Linked DNA regions of Mus musculus: region 2 is linked to region 1. Evidence: chromatin contacts called from public HiChIP or PLAC-seq data. All regions are on one chromosome and are shown on one strand. Each heading gives the region's core, a stretch centred on a gene start, on an enhancer-like site or on the middle of the called end of the contact. The rest is flanking DNA. Distances are from core to core; before and after follow the strand shown.

Evidence for each region. HiChIP or PLAC-seq counts read pairs in DNA pulled down with a chosen protein or histone mark.
Region 2: an H3K4me3 HiChIP or PLAC-seq map of pro-B cells shows a contact between it and region 1, with 5 times the contacts expected there. The contact joins the enhancer-like site here to the promoter of Ugdh in region 1. A contact is called at or near these places in 1 of 39 promoter capture datasets (pre-B cells), 1 of 484 Hi-C or Micro-C datasets (the HPC-7 cell line) and 4 of 115 datasets of contacts at active chromatin or transcription factors (embryonic stem cells, memory CD8 T cells, pancreatic cancer cells and 1 more).

What each region holds. Positions count from the first base shown.
Region 1 is chr5:65,432,241-65,439,416 of GRCm38.p6, reverse strand. It overlaps Ugdh (UDP-glucose dehydrogenase), which reads left to right and starts at 3,575. Exons shown (of 12, transcript NM_009466.2): 1 at 3,575-3,793.
Region 2 is chr5:66,081,585-66,088,760 of GRCm38.p6, reverse strand. The region is part of intron 3 of Rbm47 (RNA binding motif protein 47); the gene reads left to right. Among named protein-coding and RNA genes, the nearest start is that of Gm26725, 66 kb to the left of the region's middle. Within about 2 kb of position 3,105, at least 37 of the 459 cell types and tissues checked have an H3K27ac peak or open chromatin away from gene starts, as enhancers often do. A contact at or near this core is called in memory CD8 T cells and pro-B cells, where this site is marked.

The sequences.
Region 1 (7,176 bases), core at 2,326-4,825:
ATAGGTTTCTGACCTGGGACAAGGGACTGAGGAGCATATTTAACATACCAAAGAGCACCTGGCCTTCAGGTTCACCCTGTCCCTCAGTCCCTACCTATTACAGGGCATGGCTCCCATACCTTGCCCTCTGCCCTAAAGTTTCCACCCTGGGGCTGGGCTTCCCCTCCTCCAAAGGCTCTTTCCTATATAATCCAGACATTTGCGCACGCGCTCTCTCTCTCTCTCTCCCTCTTTTCACACCTCTCTCTTCTCTCTCTCTCTCCCCCTCCCTCTTTTCACATTTCTCTCTCTCTCTCTCTCTCTCTCTCTCTCTCTGTTTCCCACCTCCCCCGCCTCCCGTATACACTTGCTCTTTCTCTTCCCCATCCTCCCTGTCTCCCCTCCCCTTGGCAACTCCCCTGGCCTCCTTCCGTGGTGGAACCAGTGAACGTGCCCCAGGACAGCTTCCCAGTAAACCTGCCTTTATATACTCTAATCTGACTTCAGTTGGTTCATTTCACCAGCAGAGAATAACACCATCCATGGCTTTGAACGCCTGCTCCTCTTGCTTCCATGTCTTGAGTAGCAGGAGACCTAGTACATCTTCATAAAGGCTGTGTCTTTAGCTTTGCAAGGTGGCGCACATCTTTAATCTCAGAACTCAGAAGACAGAAGAAGACAGATTTCTGAGTTTGAGGCCATCCTGGTCTACATATGAGTTCCAGGCCAGCCAGGACTACGTAGCCTGTCTCAGTGCATCCCTCCCGATAAAGACGTTTTACTTTTGCATATGTTTGTGTGATTATTTGATATTTCCCAAAGAACGCAATTAATAGTATTTATACAGGAGCTGGAGAGATGGCTCAGTGGTTAAGAGCAAGTTCCAGGACAGCCAGGGCTACGTAGAGAGCACCCTGACTTGGGAAAACAAAACCAAAAAAAATCCACAAACAAACAGATCAATCATTTACAAACTGAAATTGCATGTGGGAGATCAACACACAGAACAGATGGAGGCAATGTGAAGGAGAATTCCTGGAAAGAAGCTATTTTTGCAAAAGTTGGTTGATTAGAACATCAGTGGTCTGGGGAGATTGGAATATTGCAGGTCAAGAGCCTAATTACAGTTTATCTTGGGCTATCTTTAGCCTTCTAAATAGCCATTCCTTGCCCATCTGTGTGGTGGACCTAACATCCTATGAGTAACAGCTTGAAAATGCTTGGAATTCATGTAGCTGACCACTAACTGCCCTCTGCCATGCCATATACCAGAGTACACACATGGACATACACATGCACACACACAATTACTGCCTAAAAACTCCAAAACAAACCAAAGCCCTATACATTAAGCCACCCTGTCAGTAACTAAAGGACACTTGTTTATAAAGAGATAAACACAAACAGCCCAAATCCTCACCATCTTGGTATTTGAAAGCATTCTATAACTGTTTACCTACAGGTTATGTGCCTAGGGGACAGAAATAATATGTCTCAGTGTACTGTGAGGGAGAGAATAGCATAACCCACCCCAAATACATATGTACGGATGTATGTATCTTATATGTGTATGTGGACATGAGTACAAGTGCCCTCAAGGACCAGGTGCCTTGAATCCCTTGGAGCTGGAATTACAGGCATACTTTGAAAAGAAACTTTTTTTTTTTTTTTTAAGGCAACTGCTGCCAGGTTTGTAAAATCAGTATTGGAGCCAGGCATGGTGGCGCAAGTCTTTAATCCCAGCACTTGGGAGGCAGAGGCAGGCGGATTTCTGAGTTCGAGGCCAGCCTGGTCTACAAAGTGAGTTTCAGGACAGCCAGGGCTACACAGAGAAACCCTGTCTCGAAAAACAAAAACAACATCAAAGTATGCCTCGTGTCTCTGTGGGTCTCCGGGTCTGGGGTGGTTGTGAGCCTCCTTGAGGCAGGTGCTGGGATCTGAAGAGCAGTCTTCATTATTAACTACTGAGCAGCTATATTTCCAGTCTCAGCACTTGGCTTTTCACTTGCACCCGAGGGACCTGAACATAGACCTCTATGCTTACATAGCAACCGCTTTACCCACTGGGCCTCCTCCTCAGACCTACGGCGTTTGAATGTGCTTCCAACATTTCCTAATTACTTTCCCCCATGAGGTACAGTCAAGCACTTCATAACATCATTTCACGAAGGGCTGACTTCATATAGGGTGGTCCCGGATTATACCGAGTACTGATGTTCCCAGCGAAGTTTGAGTAAGTACATGATGACGTGGCAGAACAAATGTGCCGAACACATTTCTCAGAACATATCACCACCAATGAGGTATTTGTGCCTGGCCTTTTCTCCTTTTTGATTTTTAGGCTTAAGTTGATCTCTAGCAGCAAAAGAAACAGAACAAACCTTCACATTAAAAGTGGGCGTGGCGGTAATCATGATCCCTGGGGGAGGGAGGGCAGAGGGGTCAAGTAAGGGGATCATTGCAAGTAAAAGGCCAGTCTGAACTATATACTGAGTTCCAGATCTGCCACCTCTACACAGAGACCATGTCTCAAAAAACTCCCGTGGGCAGGCTAAATAATTTTGCCTTTTAAAAAAAGTTTATGCATACAGATGTCTGTGTATGTTCGTGCTGGTAGATAGAGCGTGGTCTCCTGGAGCAGGAGTTTTAGGCAGTGTTGAGTCCTCTGATATGGGTCCTGGGGAGTAAACATCTTAGCCCTTTCTCCAGGGGACAGTTTTACTTTCTATGCATTTGTAAGGACTGGGGACAGTTCGGTGGTAGAGTGCTTAGAGTTCAATCTCTAGTAACACACACACACACACACACACACACACACACACACACACACACACACACACACGCAAATTAACACCCACACATATCTACGTTGCATACGCCTTGCTATGCATCATACAGACAACCTCCCTTTTAGAATTTGGCTGGAAAGTTTTCCTGGAAAATACGCCCTCCAGGCGTGGGCGCCCGGGTTCTCTGGCCAAGGACCAACCCGGAGACACTGGTTCAGTCATTATGGAACTCAGCATCGTTTTGACCTGAGGTATCTCCTTCCCAGACCCGGCGCCATCCGGATGGGACGTGACTAAACTCTGGGCAACTGTCTGAAGGGCGCGGCGGACTCAGGGGCTTGAAGAGCTTAGGAGAGCAGGGGAGGCCCTCCATCAGAGTCCAGGGGCCGAGAACGGAGCTCGGGCTCCAGGATAAGGGGAAGAGTCAGAAAGCCGGAAGACCTTTTTCTGTGGGCTCGCTCTCCCCTCCCAGGCCCTATGATCACGGGTGGTTCACTTGGCACGCGCGAACCTTCCTCATGCCAGATTCCAGGGACCCAGAGCGGGGAAGGAGCACAGACAAGGATGACCAACAGGGACCACGACGCCCCTCCCTGCAGCTAGTCAGCCTAGCGGGACCAGCGGCGCACGCAGCCACGCCCAGCGCCGCTCGCTGCGGGCGAGGGCGGAGCCCGTGACTTAGCTGGAGCTGATTCGCCCTGCTCCTCAAGGGGCGTGGTCATACAGTTCGGATCCCGCCCCCTCTGCCGCTCTGGGTCCAGAAGGAAATAGAGGCCTGCCCGGGGGGCCTGGAGCGGAGGGAGGCGGGGCAGCGCGGGGCGGTGGCCGGGTCCAGAGTCCCGGGAGGCTTGGCTGCAGGGGAATGAAGCCTCCGCCTTCCCCGGCAGAAGTATTTAAATACGGCCGCGGGCCGGGGACTCGGGGAGCGGCGGGCGGAGCGGTGGGTAGAGCCTGCGGCTTGGGAGGAAGGCGCTGTCCGAGAGAACGGGATCTGCACGGCCGCTGTGTCCCTGCTTTGGAAGTGGGTAAGCACCGATCCTTTCGGGATGCCCCCTCCTCGCGGCCCAGGTGCGCGCGCGGTCCCGGGTCCGCTCCCCGTTCGCGGCGGGGCTCTCTACTGCACCATCCTGGTCCCCTTTTTCGGGCCCGGCGAGAATCACGTCGTGCGCTTGCAGGAGGTCAGCCGAGCCGAGCTTTTAATTTCGCAACTCGCGCGTCTTCAAGCCAGTTCTTTCCATTTTCCGATTTGAAACCAACGAGATTTTCCCGCCGCTTCAGAAAGCCAAACGCCCTCCCCCCCCCCGCCCCCGAAGGAAAGGGTCCTCTCCGTGGGGCCTAATGGACGCTTCACAGTCCTAAGCTTTGTTGGGGATTAGAGTCTGCTCACCTGGGAGGCTGCTGCTCTCCTCTGGTAGCCCCTAAATGTAGAAAGCAAAGCCCCTTAAAGATGCATCCCTAAGGCATTTATCCTATACTATCCTGGGGGTGTGTGTGGCTCACGCAGTTCATTATTGGCCTCTGGACACATACGCTCGGACGTTATACTTAATGTCAGGGAAGGCCTTTCTTGGGGGCTTCAGAGACCATGTTTTTGTGAGATCTTAAAAATCTTCACGTACTACGCGTAATTGAATAGGGTTGGTTGAGAAAGAGAGGAGGGGCTGGCTGGGAGAGAGTGCATACGTGGGGCACACAGAGGACTAACTGTTCATCCACTCACCTCAAAGGCCAGTCTGGTTTTTTTTTTTTTTTTTTTTTTTCAAATCCCCTAAGAAATGGAGAACAGTAGTCTGGTCTGTTTCTTCTGAGGGGTTCTGGACTTGAAAGAGCTGAGTGTTTCTGCTTGTGAGCTGTGCTTTTTGAGTACTGAGCTAGTCTGAGCTGAATGCTACACAACCCTGGTTTGGAAAATACATCCCGTCCCCTGCCCCCTTCTTTCATCTCTGTATTGCTTTCTCTGCCATAAAATCTCTAGCCACTAGGCATGCTCTATCATTTCTCAAATTTCCACAGCTGTGGATCATTCTCGTTAGACATAAAATTAAGTCTTTCACAATCTTTTTTTTTTGAATCAGGCATCTTTGTAAGTGTGCTTCCAGGAAATGACTGAGGTTGGTGTATCCAGCTGTCTTATCATGTCTGCTGCTTAGTTCTTCAGTAGCTGTGAAGGGGTGGCAGATGGATGCTATTCTATTCAGAGTGCAGTATAGGACATTTGTCGGCTGGTAGTGACATCCTGTAGGTTGAAATGCTTATCTGAATTTATGACACTTTACATGAACAGTATTTTCAGGATGGTGTGGTATGTCGTGGTTCCCGGAATATTTGAGGTGAAGACTCATTTCAGAATGACCTATTCAATAGGCAAACAAGCCCACTTTTCAGTCAACACAGTGAGGGCCAGAGGGTATACAGAAGGAGAAGTAGAATATGGTGAGATGAGCTTACTGGTAAAAACACTTGCCACACAAGCCTTCAGTCAATCCCCAGCACCCACAGTGAAAAGAAAGTCTGGACCCCCAAAAGTGGTCCTCTGACCTCCACCCTTGCCTTGGCCTGCATATCACAAAACAAAACGCGAAAATTAGGAAGAAAACAAACAAACAAAAAACAGAATTAGAAAACATGTATCATAGAAACTGTATTGATAACATTGTATCAAGCTTCATGTTAAAGTTTGGTTTTTTTTTTTTTTTTTTTCTTCGAGACAGGGTTTCTCTTTGTATCCCTGGATGTCCTGGAACTCACTCCATAGACCAGGCTGGCCTGGAACTCAGAAATCCTCCTGCCTCTACCTCCCACTTGCTGGGATTAAAGGTGTGCGCCACCACTGCCTGGCTCATGTTAAAGCTTCCTGAGGATTTTTTTTTTTTTTTGAAACTTCCAAGTAACTTTATTTGCTATGCACTGTGTATCTGTCTCCTTAAGTAATTGCCTTGTATACACTGTACTTTATAAGAAAACTAGCAAGGCCCAGGGTACCAACCCAAAATGAAGACCCAACTCAAGTAGCTGAGTGTGTGGCTCATGCCTATAATCAGTTCCCAGGAGGCTGAGGCAGAAGGATCACCATGAGTTCCTGACCAGCCTTGGCTGCAGACTGAAACCTTAGTGAGAGACAGAAATTGGGTGTGTGTAGAGAAGAGAAGAAGGAAGAGGAGGAAGGAGAAAGAAAACACAAAACTGAGGGGGGAAAAACCCAGATGTATCTAGTTCTCCAGTACAGATGCAGCTGCAGTAGTCAGTAGCAACTACTTAGAGAGAATTCTGAATTCCGGTCTTGAAATAAAGGCAGATAAGAAGTAACTTAAGGACTAGGGGGTGGGACACAGGGGTAGAATGTCTACCTGAGACCTTGGATTTAATCCCCATGCATTATAAAAACAAACCATATTAGAGGTTACTTGGGGGAAAATCTGAGCCTATTCTTAAGGTGGCTAAGGGAGGTAGCGGTCTAATTGTTTCCTGTTAACTATGATTGGCCATCTTAACTACTGCTATGAAACATGAAGTCTGCAATCCCAGAGGCCCAGGGAACAGTTATTAACTCAATACTCAGTGACAGATAGCCATCCTAGGTGTTAAAGGTATGGCAGTGAACAGCAGCTGATACGGAGCACAGCCTTAGCGCTGGAGACATGCCTCAGCTATTAAAGAGACTTTGTTCCTCTTGCATAAGACCTGGGTTCAATTCCAAGCACTCACATTGGTGGCTTACAACCATCTAACCCAGGCACTCAGGCGGTGTACATTAATTCATATTAAATAAATCTAATTTAAAAAAAGATCCATTAGCTTGGGATATATTATTAAACTATGACCTCCTTAAGCCCAGGCGTTCCCTTCCATAGGCATTTGATCTATGCGTATCCTGTGAATGTTAACAGACCATGTCCAGTCTGAGCTTGAGGCTATTGGCTGTTTTAATAGCTGTAACTTCTTGGCTATGGAATTAAGTTATAACCCTGAAAGATCCTCTGGACCAACATTACTTAGAAATTCTACTTATTAGTTTAATTAGGGTGCGAGACAAGTGTCTATTTTTCTTTTAAAGGATGTGTCTTTATTTTATGTGTTTGGATATTTTGGCTGCATATATGTCTATACCATGTACATGCCTGGTAACTGTGGTCAGAAGGCATCAGATCCCCTGAAACTGGAGTTATGAATGGCTGTGAACCACTATGTGGTGTAGGGGGTTAAACCTAGGTCATCCGGGAGAAGAGCAAGAGATAATAACCACTGAGCCATCTCTCCAGCCTGGTCAGATGTCTTATATGTGATAGTTCTGGTTCGGTCCTGTGAACCTTGAAGATGAACGTGTAGGCCTAGAGTTAATTAGGGTTTAGGTGTTAAATTATGATGATGCGGCTTACAGATATACTGAGTGGACATGCTGCAAGTGGAA
Region 2 (7,176 bases), core at 1,856-4,355, 650 kb before region 1:
ACACACACACACACACACACACTTACACTTGGGTTTTACTGCTGCTCATAGCAGAAAGCACAGCTGTGAGACAGCAGGTGAGTGATAGAGGTTGATTCACTGAAATTTAAGACACCAACTATTTGGGGGAACCTGCATCATCCAACAGACCGGAGAAGCCTAATCGCTACAAGCTGAGATTTGGACATCTGACTGAGTAGTAGGCTCCAAGTCTTCCTTCACCAGTCGGCAGCTTCACTCAGCTTCTTTGGGGTTTCATTTTCTCATTTGGATGAGGAACTCAGAGTTGTAATTGGACTCACCACAGAGGAATCTGGGGACTGGCATTGGTCTAGAATGTACTGCTAGGTATCATGAGTCATTTCTGTAATCCCAGTGCCCAGGAGGCTAAGGCAGGGAGTTCCAGGCTAGTCTGGTCTACAGAGTGAAGCTGTGCCCCCTCCCAAAACCCAACCCAACCCAAAATAAATAATAAGTAAATAAGAAGGAAGTATAGCAAATGGTCAGCCCTGAGACTCTGTGCATGTGAACCTGTGTGTGTGTGTGTGTGTGTGTGTGTGTGTGTGTGTGTGTTATATATAAAGTTTTTTTTTTGAAAAGAGGACATAAATTTGTCAGTTGGGGCTGGGGAGTGTTGCACAGGAGGGTTTGGAGGGAGAAAGGGGGGAGAAATGATATAATTAATCTTAAAAATAAAAATATTGTCGGGCGGTGGTGGTGCATCGGGCACCAGCACTTGGGAGGCAGAGACAGGTAGATTTCTGAGTTCGAGGCCAGCCTGGTCTACAGAGTGAGTTCCAGGACAGCCAGGACTATACAGAGAAACCCTGTCTCAAAAAAAAAAAAAAAAATATATATATATATATTATATAAAAAAGGAATAAAAGCAGAAATTCACATCTCTAATCCCAGCACTTGGAAGGTGGAGGCAGGAGGATCAGTACATCAGGGTCATCCTTGGCTAAGTAGCAAGTTCTAGACCATTCTGGACTACAAGAAACCCTGCCTGAGGGGAAAAAAGGTATTAGTGTTTAGCACAGCTGTGAGAAGCATAGTTTAAGTTGGCATTTCTCAGTGTTTTTGTCTTGCACATGTTAAAAGCAGATAAAGTGTAATAGGATGCCCAGTTCCTTAGGAAGCTCATGAAGTTAAAAATTTTTTAGGGGGCTGGAGAGATGGTTCAGTGGTTAAGAGCACTGACTGCTCTTCCAGAGGTCCTGAGTTCAATTCCCATGGTGGCTCATGAACATCTGTAATGGGATCTGATGCCCTCTTCTGGTGTGTCTGAAGATAGCAACAGTGTACTCATACATAAAATACTTTTTAAAAACAGTTGTTTAAAAAAATGGTTTTTTAGTATTATTATGTCCCAAATATTGCACAGAATATATACTAAGATTATTTTTTTATTTGCTAAATCTGTTAATACCATGTTCTTTAAAACTGTGAGAACTGAACATGCTTTTATTTTTGTGTTTGAGATGGTGTCTTGCTGTATAGCTCAGACTTTTCAGAAGTCTGTGAAGATTTTGTTCCGTTTTTTGCTGTTATGACTCAGCACTAGGCAGATAGATACTCAGCCTCCGAGCTGCAGCTCGAGCCCTCATGTAACATGGTTTAGTTTTCCGTTTTCTTTTTAGAAGACTTATTTTTATTTACGTGTTTCTTTGTCTTTGGACTGATTGCATACTTTCCCGTGTTAGTGCGGGTGCCTGTAGAGGCTAGAAGAGGACCTTAGATTCCCTGGAGCTGGAGTTACAGGGTCTCGGGAACCAAACTTTGGTCCTGGAAGAGCGGAGTGTGCTCTTAAACCCGAACCATCTCTACAGCTCCTCCTTTTAACTTGAGAGAGGAAATCACTCTCTTTGAGTTGCTGGCTTTGAGGTCAACTGTAGCTCAGGTTGGCCCTAAATTTGTCATTTTCTGACTCTCCTGAGTAGTTGGAATTGTAGATCTTGCTTAGGAGCATCTGTTGTGAGGTGTGTGAGTGTGTGTGTGTGTGTGTCTGTCTGTCTGTCTATATATGTCTCTCTGTATATGTCTCTCTGTATATGAGGGTGTCTGTCTCTCTGTGTATGTGTCCAGGGATGTATGTGGGTGTCTGTGTGCGTGTGTGTCTGTGTGTAGTATGTGTGAGTTTGTAAATGTATATACATGTGGGGGTCAGAGGTTGATCTTGGGGGATGTTTTTCATCAATCACTTTGTACCTTATCCTGGGTCTCTCACTACTCATTCTGGGACTCAATAAGTCTGCTCTACTGGCTATCCAGGGAGGTTCTGGCTCTAACTGCCCATCCCCCAGCACTGGGGTGGCACAGGCCATGCTTGGCTTGTGCATAGGGTCTGGGGATCCAAATTCAGATCCTTGTGCTTGCATTTTAGCCACACACACACACACACACACACACACACACACACCACCCTGTGTCCCCAAGCCTTCTTATTTGAAACTAAATTCAAATTCTATAAGGAGCAGTTTTGTTTGTGTGTGTGTGTCTGTCTGTCTGTCTGTCTGTCTGTCTCTCTCTCTCTCTCTCTCTCTGTGTGTGTGTGTGTGTGTGTGTGTGTGTGTGTGTATTTGTTCCCAGGACTCAAATCCAGAGACCCTTCCTATTCTGGACAAGTGCCCTACCGTTGACCTACATTCCCAGCCTGAAAGGGATGGTTTCCTAAAGCTTAGTTAAATTACGGAATTTCTAAACACATCAATGAAAATTTTATGCTTGGTTCCATTGAAGTTCTTGGACTAGGTCGAACTCTCCTAGGACGATGCTAAGTCATCACGGTCATTTGGAGAATATTGGTTCACTTATTTGTAAAACATTGGCATATGTTTTGTTATACAGTACGCATTGAAATATGTTACTATCACAACTGATATTCCTAAAGCAGTCTTTAATTATTGGCAAGCTGTCAAGTCCGTGTTAGCAGATGCAAGTTCCCTACAATTTTAACTTTACTCTGACAGCTAGCATTGGAAACAGCTGTGGCCTTTGAAGTGACAGGAGTACTTCTTTCATTTGCTAGAAAGCATCTGCCAGAAGCCCAAAGCTGAGGAGCTGTTGTCGATTCTCTCTTGTACAAACGGCTTTCTAGGAGGGAAGTGGCAAGTCCCTGGTGCAGCTCTGTCACACAAGTGATTCCCCCTGAGACAGCTGTGACAACTAGGTACCCAAAACAGCGTGAGCTCCTGGGGTTCCTGGAACCTCACTTTGAGAACTGTGGGTCTAGTGACTTATGTTCCAGTAGAAGCCAGCTCCAGATGGTGTAGATTCATATTGTGTCCGTTCTCCCATCGTAGCTTCCCATTTCCTGGATAATTTGGGAAAACACCAAAAGCTACTGGGACTTCCTTAGGGTGTAGGCTGAGGCCAGCATGGGTGATAGGCAGTTTCCAAAGTTGAGTGCGCCAGACCTCTTGAAGTCCTCTTTTGAGATTTAAAGGAGTGGGAATGACCTTCCACATTATGTCCCACCCTCCTCTCCTTTCTTCTCTGTGCCCTCAAATTTCAGAGCTCAAACCTACTTTCAAAAATCTGAGAGTCTTATACAGGCCATATATACACAAGGGTTACATATATTCAGCGCAGAACTAGGCCACCAAAGTGCACAGGTGTCTTAGAAGTGAGCAGCGATCTCTCAATATCCAATATTCTGCCCTTCAGAATTCTGTAGTTGAAATTTCCAGGGAGAGCTCTTCAGAAACAGAGGAACAAGGGCCTCTAAGGCCAGCCGGGTCTAAGTATCGAGGCCATGTCTTAAAAAAAAAAAAAAAAACTAAACAAAAATCAAAACCAAAACCAACCAAGGCCCCCAATGTACTAGTATACCAAGAACCACGGAGCATAACCTTGACCTGGAATTATTAGAAATGGAGGTGGGGTTTGTTATGGGAAGATGGGAAGCTAGGGATACAGAGTGGGACCCTGCATCAACAAATCAAAGAGCCAACCAAAGAAAACATGTACTGTCCAGAAATCAATGACCTTCCTCAGGGACAGGTCAATCTGTGACCAGCATGAGACAGCATATTTAAATCGTAGCATGCCAAGTACTAGGTAGAATCCAGATTTCTCTGCAGAGAGCGTCCAGAGCTTCAATATCAAGTTTGTAAGCACAGTGAGGGGAGGGGAATAGGAATGGGGGAATCTGTATTATTTGGTTGGCCCCCATGGTAGTTTTTCAATAGGTTTTGGGTAGTACAAATGATCTTCCAGTGAATAAAAAGTGTCGTGGGGGGGGGGGGGGAAGAAGAGAGGAATGAAGAACGGAATGGGTTCTGATAGTAGAGGAGGTGGAGCTCCGTCTAAGCACTAGGCATGCCACGAGGGAGAAAGGCTACAGTGTACATAGGATGCAAGTGGACTCAGGGATCAAGTGCTCAGACGGAGACATGATTCTCCGCACTGCCAACAATACAGTGGTGTGCCCCGTGTTGCCTCCCTGCTGTCTTCCCATAACTGTAGACAATTAATAAATGATGCTTGGAGCTGGTTGTGGGGGCAAAGCCCAGCACTCGAGATGCTGTCGCAGCAAGATGGAGAAGGTTACACAGCAATGTTATGTCTTTTTTATTTTTTATTTTTTAAATTATTTATTTTGTGTATATGAGTACACTGTCTCTGTCTTCAGACGCACCAGAAGAGGGTGTCAGATCCCGTTACAGGTGGTTGTGAGCCACCATGTGGTTGCTGGGAATTGAACTCAGGACCTTTGGAAGAGCAGTCAGTACTATTAACTGTTGAGCCATTGCTCCAGCCCCCAATGTTTTGTTTGTGTGTGTGTGTGTGTGTGTGTGTGTGTGTGTGTGTGTTTAATGGTATATTAATTAGTATTGCAGGTTTGTTTGATTGATTAGTTTATGCACATGCCTGTTTGCGTGCATGTGTCCCAGCACATGTGTGGAGATGAGAACATTTGGGAGTCTGCTCTTCCCTGTCACTGTTTGAGTCATGAAGACTAAACTCAGGTCATGCTTGGCGGCAAGCGCCTTTAACCTCCTGAGCCATCTCTCCACCATAAGGCTGTGTCTTAAAAAAATAATTTGTAGAGGTTGGGAAATGGTTCCGTGCTTAAGAACACTTGCTTTCGTTCCCATGGGACCTGGATTTTATCCCTGGAACCCACATGGCCGCTCTTAAGCATCTGCGATTCCAGTTCTAGGGCGTCTGGCGCCCTCTCTGGTCATCCCAGGCACTGCACGTGCAAGTGCCTGTGACACATGGGAGGAAATCACCCATAAGATGAAGCTTGGTTTTGGTTTTGGTTTCTTTGACACAGAGTCACAGTATGTGTCTCAGTCTGGTTTAGCTCCCAGCACTCCTCCTGGCTCAGCTTTCCAAGTGCTGGGATTACAGACATAAACCACTTTCCCTAACTTTGGGTATTTGTATTGTTTTGGTTTTTGAGACAAGTCTCTAAAGCCCAGGCTAGACCCAACCTTGGCAAGGATCCTCCTAGTCAGGCTCCTGAACCTGGCTTGATGCTTGGTTTTGATGGTTATTATTTCATTTGCTATCATCTCTTCACAGTTTACTTTTGACATTAATATGTTTCTAAGATCATAAATGAAATTAAACGACATCCTCGTCAAGTGTGGCCTTTTGTATACTAGGATTTAATCAACCGAGCGTTCCTTTCTTTGCGGTTAGCCATTTTCACATTTTTACTCCTCAAAATTCGATTGTAACAGTACAGTCACCAGGCGAGGGCGGCTGAGGCAGGAGTATTACTGAGAACTTGAGTTAATCTGGGCTGTCCATACAATTGAGTGCATATAATTAGACCAGTGTGGGTTAGAGCCTAAGACCCTATTAAAAAAGAAACACGACAAACACCACCAGAAGTTCAAGTATATTCCCACACAGTCAGACCTGGGGCTGGCTCCATTCTAGGGGTGCAATGGTAGATGTTCGGCTAGAATCCATGAACACCAAAGTGGAAAGGGGTACCCTAGAGGAATATGTAGAAAAGACCCCTGGAAAGGGGAAAACACCCCCACGTTGTGGGGTTTGACCTTTTTTGCACATTTGATCTCACTGGGGTGCCTGAAGAGTGAATGTCCAGGAGAAGGGTCATACAAGACCAGTGAAAATGGGAGACTGAGGCTGGCAGCCCAGCCTGAGGAATAGAGAGCGGAGAAGATTGACCAGGAGGGGAAAAAGACGAGGGAGGAGCAACAGAGCAGGAGGCTGCGGTGCAGAGATCGCCAAGTTCAAGGCCTGCCTGGGCTGAAGAATCCATGTTAGGATAGTGAGGTAGGGAAGGAGGACAGAGGGACCGCCCGGAGAGGCCGGGCTGGAGTGGTTGTGCAGGTCTGGTTAGCTAATTGTGTTAGAGGGCAGTGTGCAAAGACTGTTGTGTAAGCTAGGGGAGACTGCCCCGGCTGGCCGGCCCTGTCGCCACGCCTCTGAGCAGTCAGATAAAGGGTCATTTGTGAAACCCACCCAGAACTGATTAGTCATTCCAACCCCAGAGAAGGGAAACTTATTGCTGAAACGATGTCTCTGTAACTGGACGACATGGAAAACTAAGGGGTCCATACTCATAAGATGTGAGGAGACAGCCATTACAGCATTTCAGCTCCTGATTTGAAGATCTAAAGAAGTCCTTGATTAGAGAACTGCCCCCATCGAGATATCCTCCCTGGCTCGAGGTGGTTGTTTTTGTTTGCTTGATATACATCTGGAAACAATCTCCATAACGTGGAGATAGTAGCCCAAGGTCACACAGACAGTATAGAAAAGCCAGGCTCCCGATCCTCCAATTCTCCACACTTCTACTTAAAAGTACAAAGTGCAGAATTCTGAGTACTCTCCTGGACGGAGGTGGGGGTGGGGGACAAAAACGGAGGTGGGGGGTGTTTTTATTTGCCTAACCTTGTCTGCCAAAGCAAACTTGCTTCTCTGGACAGGTTTGCTCTTCTTTTAGGCTCGTAGTTAGCAAAATAGTCGTCCTTCCCCGTCCTACTCAGAGCGCCACAAGCAGGTACGTGCCTGTTGTCTCTACATGGGCTTGGGACAGAGGTTCTCTGGTTCAGGCCGCCTAAGGACCTCTCGGTTCCTCCTCTGTTTGGTTAACCCTGCTTCTAAGAAGCACCTGACACGCTGTGGGTGCTGATTCCCTCGGTGCCAGCGAGTTTCTGTTGTCCTTCGGTTATAATTGTTAACCTGAAT